2 separate regions of the Mus musculus genome follow, and region 2 is linked to region 1. Evidence: chromatin contacts called from public Hi-C data. All regions are on one chromosome and are shown on one strand. The core of a region is the stretch at or near the end of the contact, and the rest is flanking DNA. Distances in the headings are between cores, read along the strand shown.

Evidence for each region. Hi-C and Micro-C count contacts between places; a contact is called where the count stands out from the background.
Region 2: a contact with region 1 is called in a Hi-C map of cortical neurons, with 2.9 times the contacts expected there. The contact joins two enhancer-like sites. A contact is called at or near these places in 2 of 484 Hi-C or Micro-C datasets (cerebral cortex and cortical neurons).

Annotation. Positions count from the first base shown.
Region 1 is chr4:79,667,287-79,672,063 of GRCm38.p6, reverse strand. No RefSeq gene overlaps it. Among named protein-coding and RNA genes, the nearest start is that of Gm32658, 960 kb to the left of the region's middle. Within about 2 kb of position 1,328, at least 10 of the 459 cell types and tissues checked have an H3K27ac peak or open chromatin away from gene starts, as enhancers often do. A contact at or near this core is called in cortical neurons, where this site is marked.
Region 2 is chr4:80,515,468-80,520,073 of GRCm38.p6, reverse strand. The region is part of intron 1 of Gm32658 (a long non-coding RNA gene); the gene reads left to right. Among named protein-coding and RNA genes, the nearest start is that of Gm32658, 110 kb to the left of the region's middle. Within about 2 kb of position 2,438, at least 26 of the 459 cell types and tissues checked have an H3K27ac peak or open chromatin away from gene starts, as enhancers often do. A contact at or near this core is called in cortical neurons, where this site is marked.

The sequences.
Region 1 (4,777 bases), core at 79-2,578:
CCATCAGGCCATCCCTCCTGCTCCTCCCTACACTCAACCAAGAACACCCCCACTCCTCACCTGATCTCCTTTCCCACCTAGTTCCCTCCATCCTTCTGCCTTACAGAACCATTCTATTCTCCCTTGCAAGTAAGACTCAAGCATCCTTGTTTGTGACCTATGGATGCTTTGAATCTCACTTGGAAGGTGAAATGAAATGGTCTTGAAAAGCAGCTGGAGGAATGGGGGCATTCTATGTTGGGTATAGCTTGAGGCAGGGTAGATGGCTAGATGACTATGAAAATGAATGGAAATCTACAACTGCTGTAGGAAGAGGTAGGAGACAGCTCCACGAAGAAATAGAAACTTGGAAGAGGGGAGGCACCTAAGAATCAATGGGGGTGTCATTAGATATTGAGACTGGGGAGGCCAGGGTGGCAGGATACTCAGAGGGTCTCAAGCACCTGCTCAGAGGAGAATGGGAGGTAGATGGGGGAATGGTTGTGAGAGGGGGTGACTAGGAGGTGACAGTGAGCAGAATATAAAGTGAATTAAAGTGTACCTTCACTTCTTGCTTAGCTTTCAAAATAGCCTTAATTAGTTTTTGATATTTAATAAAGGCTTTATTTTACTATTATGGCCTTACATTTTTGCCTACATTCTATTAAGTATTGCAGAAGGTATCTCAGCTAAAAGTAGATTGTTCAAATCATTTTATCCTAGTAATCATTGACTCATAGCAGAATGACAATTCTGAAAAAAAAAAGCCAATTCTTTGGCTCTTCTAATTTTTAAGATTACATTATAACTAAATATATTCCTCCTTCCCATTTTCCCTCAAAACTCTGAAAATTTCTTCCTTTTTCTCTTTTAAATCCATGACCTGTTTTTCATTAATTGTTGATATATATAATATATATATAATATATATATGTATATATATATTATATATATATATATAATATATATATATATATATATATATATATATATAATATATATATATCTTGTATTTATGTTTTCAGAACTGACCATACATCCTTACATGTGGCCTGTCCGTTGTTTTCATTCATCAAATTAAGTTTAAAAAACACAATGAAAACTCAAGGCTGGGTTTTAAGGTTTCTTCTATAGCACATAAACCATGCATATTTATACTTTATGTTGTTGTTGTTGCTGCTGCTGCTGCTGGTGGTGGTGGTGGTGGTCGGTACAGTATTTTTTAAAACAGGGTATTAGCTTAAATCAGGGACTTGCCTATGATTTCTTTCTATCACAACTGAAGAGGGCTATGCTATCATGCTTACTGCACAAGGAATTGTCTCAAGTCATGAATTTTAAAAAGAACTCCTTCAGAGAGTTGAGAACAGATTTATAACCAGCTGGCGCTAGGCTATATTTGGCATATGGAGCCTAGATTTAGTTATCATCTTCAAAGTACAAGAAAACCATTCTAACAGCATCATTGTGCATGTAACATAAATGACTGGGAATTACTTTAAGCAATCTCCAGGTGACCAGAACCAGGTCAGATGCCATGACAATGTGTTGCAGTTTCTTAATTTTATGTGCTTAAGTTGGTTCTCTCAGATAGTCAAAAGTGTCAGAGCTACAGAGGAAGTCACTGTTTAGTTTAATAGGTATATGTACACCAGGTGGTTTTCTGTATTTTGTGTGCTAGTATAGACACATGCATTTGTTAAAAGAAAATATGGATAAGATGTTAAATATGATCACCAGATTGGTAGGGTTGAATGAGGTGACTGTCTTCCCAGAAACAGAAACCCTCACCTTCCCTGTTCCTTGCTCATGAAGGGACATTCATACTCATGCTTGTTATAAACAAATCATTTATCTGTGTCAGCTCCCGTTTATGACTTTATGTCCCAGCAACTTGTGCTGCAAGAAAAAAAAATCTTCTTTGAGGGAATGTTACATGTTTTGTGTTAATTTTCCAGCACTGCCTACCTCTGTAATTCATACAAGGTACTGTGTTATATTTTTCAGAATTGAAACTTATGTCTACAACTGAACCAGGGGTTAGTTTTCATTGGTTGTCTGTGCATAACAGCAAGGGAAGTAAAAATAGCATGTGTTCCCTATAAAAGGATGAATAGATAATGAAAATATGTTACATTTCAAAATTGATTATAATAATCTTTTAAATAAGACGAAATTAGGAATTTCACAGCTAAATAAATGAGATTGAAAAAAACATTCTCAGTAGACTAACAATGACACATAGAAACATACAGAGTTTGTTGTTTTCATTGAAAAGCTCAACTTGAAATGTCAGATACATGTGTCAAATTTGAATATTAATAAAGGTCAGGAATGTGTAAGGGTTAATGATTGTCGGTTTTCAGGGGACAGAAAATATAACTCACTGGTATTAAAAGAACAATGCAATAAATGTGTTAAATGGTAAAAATGAGCAGGCAGAGCAGGTTACAAAATTGAATATAGGAAGTAATAATTAATATTAAAGGCATGTTGAAAGGAAACATGGAAATCTACTACTCTAGACACTAAATATATGTATGAAGAATTTAAATCAAGTTACTTTGTAACAAGGCAGGGATAACAATGTCACTGCTATATCATAGAGGGTAAAAATTTAAAAGTACAGGGCCAAGAATATTAAAATATCCTAGTGAACATACAAATAATTTCAGAGTAAATATTTTATTATACTGAAAACTTTATGAATAAACATGTTTATTTGCTTCTTAATTTGATATCACCACAAATTATAATTAATAAGGTTAATTTATGTAGATACTTTACTCTTCAGCTCTTTTTTTCTCCTAAATTATTTAAAAATTGGCACTAGGATGTTCAATTTCACTTTCTTTACATTTTACACTTCCTATTATTAAAATTTTGTCTTCGTCTCTACATTCACTGAAATTTGTTAAGTCCCCACCATGATATTCTTTCTGAAAGAGCTGCATATGACACCATGATGCAGCACACTTTAACATTCATATTTTCTTGCCTGATACAAGAATAAGAGTAACGTGTACTTTAAGATCAAGGGAAAATATGGATATTTAAGCTCTGCCTGACAGTTGCAAAAATTAACTTGTCATCCCAGAGTGTTTGTATGGCAGTAACAGAGGCTAAATAAATCCCCAAATAATACCTTTTGACAGATAAGGAGTTAGGGAAGGAAACATACTCTCTTAATATAGACTCCGTAACTTTGCAAACACATCAATAAAAGTTTAAAGGGAACATAAACATTGCTTTCAGTTGTAGCTTGTTGAATCATTTAACAAGGCTGTAGATTTATCATTTATGCGTAACTATTAAGATAATTACCCAACACCAAAGCAGTAAGATGAAGGCAGCATTTTCAAACTTTATCTTAAAGGTGAAAAATGAATAAAATTGACCATTATCAACAATACATTCATTTGCATGACTTTTATTTTAAAAACTTTATAAAGGCACATCTCTTAAGAAATATGATCAATGAGAAAAATATAAGTCAACATGATGTTACATATATATCTACACACAACCCTAGGGGGAAGGATCCAAAGTTAAGCAGCAGAGTCAGATAAAGGCCCTGCTCCATTTATAAGGGGATTAACATGAATACCAACCTACTCATCTGTTATAAATGTGTAGGAGGGTCTTTCCAGGCCCCGAATGCTCTTTGGTTAGTGGTTCAGTCTCTTTGACGCCCTCCCTCAGCCCACTGGTGGTTGGTTCTTCTCTGGGATCTATGACTTATAGACCTGGGGAGCTGGCTACATTTCCAATACCAAGGATGCTTCCTTACCTGTTTAGTGGTACCTTGAGTCCATTAGAGAGCTGTTGTTTGCTCCCAAGACAGATGTGTCAACACTGCACCTTAGAGGATTTTTATTTTTGTGTCTGTCATGCTGGTCATTGTGGTGATTTATAGGCATCTTAGATAGCTGGGAGTACTCGATGCTGCCATTGTTTGAAATGTTGTGTGATGCTTTCTGGCATCATAAAAGAAAGTCCACATGGAGGAGACTTTCAGGTTGGCACTAGCTAAGAAGCCTCTGAACCCTCATTTGAACCACAAGATATCATTAGACATAGGGGTTTCCCTTCCAATTTAGAGAGAGAAAAGAAGGAAAGGCAATAGTAATAACCTATAATATTTTAGATGGTTCTAGGACAACTCTGAACCTCAAATCAGAGAGCTTCTCATGTCTTATTTTGCAATTTTTGTTAGATGGTCTTTGGATATTGGAGGGAATATTATCAACCAAGATTATGGAATTTTACTAAAAATATATTGATGTATATTTATTCATGGAATTATATATATATGTTTTAGGGGATATGAATAATTGCATGATTCCTTATAATTTTTTAGACTTCATCACTATTAAGTTATATCCTTTTCTTTCTATGTATCCTTCAGTGTGTCTACATTTTCCGATTTCCCCAATCAGCTCACCTGTAACCCATCCCACAACCCCACATTTTCAAGAGTCTCTTTTTAGTTTCGTAGTTTTGTAGGTACTCCAGGATATATTCTTACATGTGAAAAATTGGATCTGAGTAATACAATATTGTGTTTTCTAGTTAATTTTCTGCATTCCCCTCACTTGAAATGTTCATGTTTTCATTTTTCTTTACAGATGAATACCACGATATATGTGTACTACATATTCATTATGCATCCATTGGCAGAAAGACACTTAAGTAATTTCCATTTGCTAACTATTGTAAATAATGCAGAAATAGATTTTCTCTCTGGGGTCTCTCTGAGGCTGGTCCACACAGTTAAGTGGAGGCCTCAGAAGGAATA
Region 2 (4,606 bases), core at 1,189-3,688, 850 kb before region 1:
TTCTGCCCCCACCCCCATCTCTGGTTGCATATAACTCAGGTACAACCATGATTCATACTCACAGGGGAGTTCATGTTTGAAACTATTTTTGATAGAGTTCATTGTACAAAGAAACCTGAATCTGTCAGTTGTATCACACATCTCTCTTGATCACTGTGAATATTGGCATTCTCCACAGTCAAAGGATATAATGTAATTTAAAACATAGATGTATTACCAATTTAATTGAGTCATGCTTATAAATGTTCATTCTTCCTATGCAGTGTATAGAATTCAAAGTCCTGTGACTAGTTATTTGGCTAGTTAGTTGTTGATTGTTATTCTTGGTATTGGATGTTGAAACTAAATAGCAAACCGATATATTTACCCTTCTGTGTTATTGTTCTGCAAATCTTTGCAACAGATCTTCCTTGACAAGTTCCATAATTATTATTCTTGTCATCTAAAGATGTAGTATATTATAATTTTTCATCCAGTTGTTCCTTTGTTAATATAGCTCGGTAACCCTTCAAAGGATCATCTTTAATGTGCATCTAAGATTTAGATGTCTAGACTTAATATCAGATGTCAAAGAAAAAATGGGAATGTCCAGTTGCTGCTAAGGCAAAAGCTCTCTGAAGAGACACAACTCACAGAAGTTAGGAGAAATGCTAACCAAAACATCTTTAAAGGTGCATATCTGTAACTTTGCAGAATCAATACGTATTTGAGAAGAGATAGAAAAGTTTGCAATTTTGTGACATGATTGAAAATGGATGCTGCCACAACACATTTCTGTGGTCTAGAAACTTTCCAAGACATTAAATGTTTTCTGTTCAGTATAGAGATCACGATGGTTGAGGAAAAAGAAATAAAAAACAATTAAAACAAACAAAATGGTTTTAATTAAGGAATAAATGAGTGTTTCAAAGGTTAAAACTTACATTGCACTTTGTAAATTCATGGATTCTGAGAAGATACTACTGGTGCTTTTGTGTATCACTGCCTTAACTTACATAGGTTTTTATTTTAGGCTATATCTGTTCCATCCCTTAAATGTTCTTATTACATGGTAGACATTCAGTACACTGTGTCTAACAATCGTTTGTATGTTTCAGAACAAATTTGGTTCTCATTTTCTTGTAAGGCAAGAGGAACATCAGCCAAGAGCAACTCTGGAAAATTCATGAGTTGGTGTGAATAGTGCCATTCTCCTGAATGTTTCTGAATAAAGGATTTTATTACAGCACATTCCACCTGAATCCCTGCTCCTTCTGTACCAAGCCAGCCATTGCTACAGAAAACTGTGTTGTTAAGGTGTTAAGACATCTGGTTCCAGTCAGTCCCTTCCTCTGCCACACTTGGTTCTCTCCTGGGATTCAATAAAGCTAAGTGCCTGGTGCCTCAGAATCTTTTGTCTTGTTCCTCTGGTAGGGATAATTGCTTGGGGACAAAGGAGGAAAGAGCATGTAATTTCTCACCATTGCTTGAAAATTAGATGCCAACAGCTGACTGAAATCTTGTGAACAATTTTATTTGAAAGCGATGATATCAGTTACCTGTTATATGCTTAAAAGATGCTATTACAAAGACAAAAGTTTTTACTGTTTGAATGTTTATGGTTTTTCAATAAAAGCCTAATTTAAAAAAAAACTAAAGAGACACAGCATTTTCTACACAAAATCATTCTATTGAACAGTAAAGGGTTATTTGCTTTCCCTATTTTTTTTATGGCTACATTGTATGCTGCATTTTATTTATCTGCCTGAACAGAAGGAGTATGGCTGAAATGTTGCATTGAGCCTTTCTTCCAGAAATAAATGTAATGCTGTTTTAGGAGTCATTAAAACAACTTGGCTAGACCTCAAGTTTGAAACCTTTTGACCTACAGTGATGTCATTGCTGGACTTCTTTACTGGTCTTCGTAACGATCAGCAACCTAGGTAGCAAAATATCCTAGGGCTAGGCTGAGCCACTGACTTGCCCAGTAGTTGTTGGGAAAGGCGGTTGCTGATCAGGAGATGCAATGCAGTGTTTTTCAGGCTCTATTAATAGACGAGTGCACAAATTTCACTTAACTACCACTGCTTAGATAGCTCTTTATAATATATTGCTAATTTCATCTTGGCACATTAGCATTATAAGCCTCAAGTTTCTTCTTTAAAAATGTGCTCCCCATCTGCTTCTGCTGTATTTTTGTACAGACATTGCTTCTAAAAGCAGAGGAGTGCTTTTCCTGATTCAAGAAGGTTCACTTAGAGAGAGTAGGAAAACTGAGGCACTCATGTGAATCCCTGAGTTGAAGCACACAGGTTTAGGGTGAGAAGTACTCAAGAGCAAATGACATGGTAAGCTCACTGTCTCAGCCAGCCTCCATGGTAGGTTCACTGAACCCCAGTGCAAACGGTAAATAGTCACATATTCGTCTGAGCCATGGAGGGGATTCTATTTCAAGAACGTCGACCTCATTCTACCATAATCCCTTGCTGCACTGTGCTGAGATCTCAAAGGGACATTGGTCTGACGCCTTCAGGGTATTTTTATTGCTGACACCAGATGGCGCTCGTACATTTTAAATTTTGCTTTGATCGGTCCTGTTTAAAATTTTAGCCACTTTTCAGGAAGATTTTGCTCAAAAGATTAAAGGTCACATATGTGTTCTTTCATGTAAAATCTAATAGAAAACTTTCATCTGTTCTTTAAGAGGCCTCGCCCCCTTTCATACACACAAACATTCACTGGAAAGTATTGTTGGTGAATATTGATTATTGTAGGAATGATTGAGGAAAGCCCACAACCACCTGTGTCTAATCATGTAGAAATTCAATTCGTTTAAAAATCGCTTTAATTTTAAAAATCAATCTTAGTCCGGATTTCATCGTTCTGTTTTATACTCTTGAGGGGCGGGGCACCATAAGAAACTAAGAATTACGTTTATCCATCATCACAGAAAACTGTGTGCAAATGAATTATCTGTGGAGCCTCAGGGACACCTGAGTTTTTCCTCTTACAATCTCGCTTGTTCTGCTTCATTCTTGCATTCCCAGATCAGTGTCTCTTTATTCCACTTAAACCTTCAAACGGATAATGGCATAAAATTAGACTCTGATTACAAGAGCAGCAATTGGGGCTGCTTTGCCCAGCCCCCTTCCTCTTCCTGTGAACAGATTACTTGTGAGAGAAAGGGCAGTTGTGAATTTGTTTTCTTTCCTGTGACTTTATTTGTACTGGATTTTTGCTTGCTGGCCTTGAACCTAGTTCTAAGAAGATCTATTTTTTCTGAGACTTTTAGTTTATTAATGATCTTTAAGATTTTACTGAGTTTTGTAAGACATTGTCCTCATTGCCTTGTGTATCTCTGAAAAACTGACATTTTTTTTTTAATTGGGAATATCCTTTGCTGACTTTAATTTTTTTTTTTTATTATTTATCTCTGTCCTTTGGTAGAAAGTGATGAGGGGAAAAACGTGAAATTACTAAATGTGATTTACAGAAAAGAGGCAATGATTATGTCCTTTATAATTAAGTTGACGAGAAGAGTGAAGAGGGTTTTAAAAACCCTATCTATCCCCAGTGCTAATATGCAAATTGCTCCTCGAAATATAATGAGCACCTTATCTAGTTCATGATATTTCATTTTGAAACTAACATTTTCCCCTCTTAATAGTCCAGAGGGTTATTGACCAAAGCGCATTGATTGACTCTGTTATGCTAATAGTAGCACAAAGAATGCCATAATGGGCTTAGCACCCCAGGCTGCTGCAGAATTTTGATCCTGTCCTTTCCAGAGGAATCTATACAGTCTTTGCAAATAATCCCACATAAGCCACCCAAAAATGTTTTCTTTTGTAAGGGCTTCTTTCTTGGCAGCTCTCCTCTGATTCATTTCAGCAGAATTAAGCTTAAAATTTTCAAAAGGCTTGTTGAAAATTTATCAAGATTAGAGAAACATTAGAGCAGAGAGGGAGCTTTGAGCATTGTTTACAAGTGTCAAAACAAGAGGTCTTTGCTGAGGTCAGTCCCCAAGTCATTCACTGAGCTTAAAGGCCTCTGTCAGCACAGGTTTTCCAGGTGGTGGGGGCTTGTTATGTGGTTTTGTGTGATAAGGTACCAGAGAAGAGAGAATGGCACTATTAGGAGGTATGGCCTTGTTGGAGTAGGTGTGTCGCTATGGGTATGGACTTTAAGACCCCCATTTTAGCTGCCTGAAGTCAGTATTCTGCTAGCAGCCTTCAGATGAAGAAGTAGAACTTTCAGCTCCTCCTGCACCATGCCTGCCTGGATGCTGCCATCTTCCTGCCTTGACTATAATGTAATGAACCTAGACCCAATTTAAGTGTTGCCCTTGTAAGAGTTGCCTTGGTCATAGTGTGCATTCACAGCAGTAAAACTCTAACTAATACTTTTGTGTTCAAATTAGGGCTCACGTCCAGACAAACCACACTGGGCCAATACAGTTCCATTTGGGAATTATTGTGGGGGGAGGGGGCAAAGGTGACAAGGAAGACAAGCGGGAAAGAAAGAGAGAGGTAGAGGGGTCTGCCTTTTATTTGGGTTGCAACATAGCTGCTTGAAGGTAAAAGTGGGAGGTAAGCCAAGTAGAATCTGGGAAATGTATGGTGGTAGC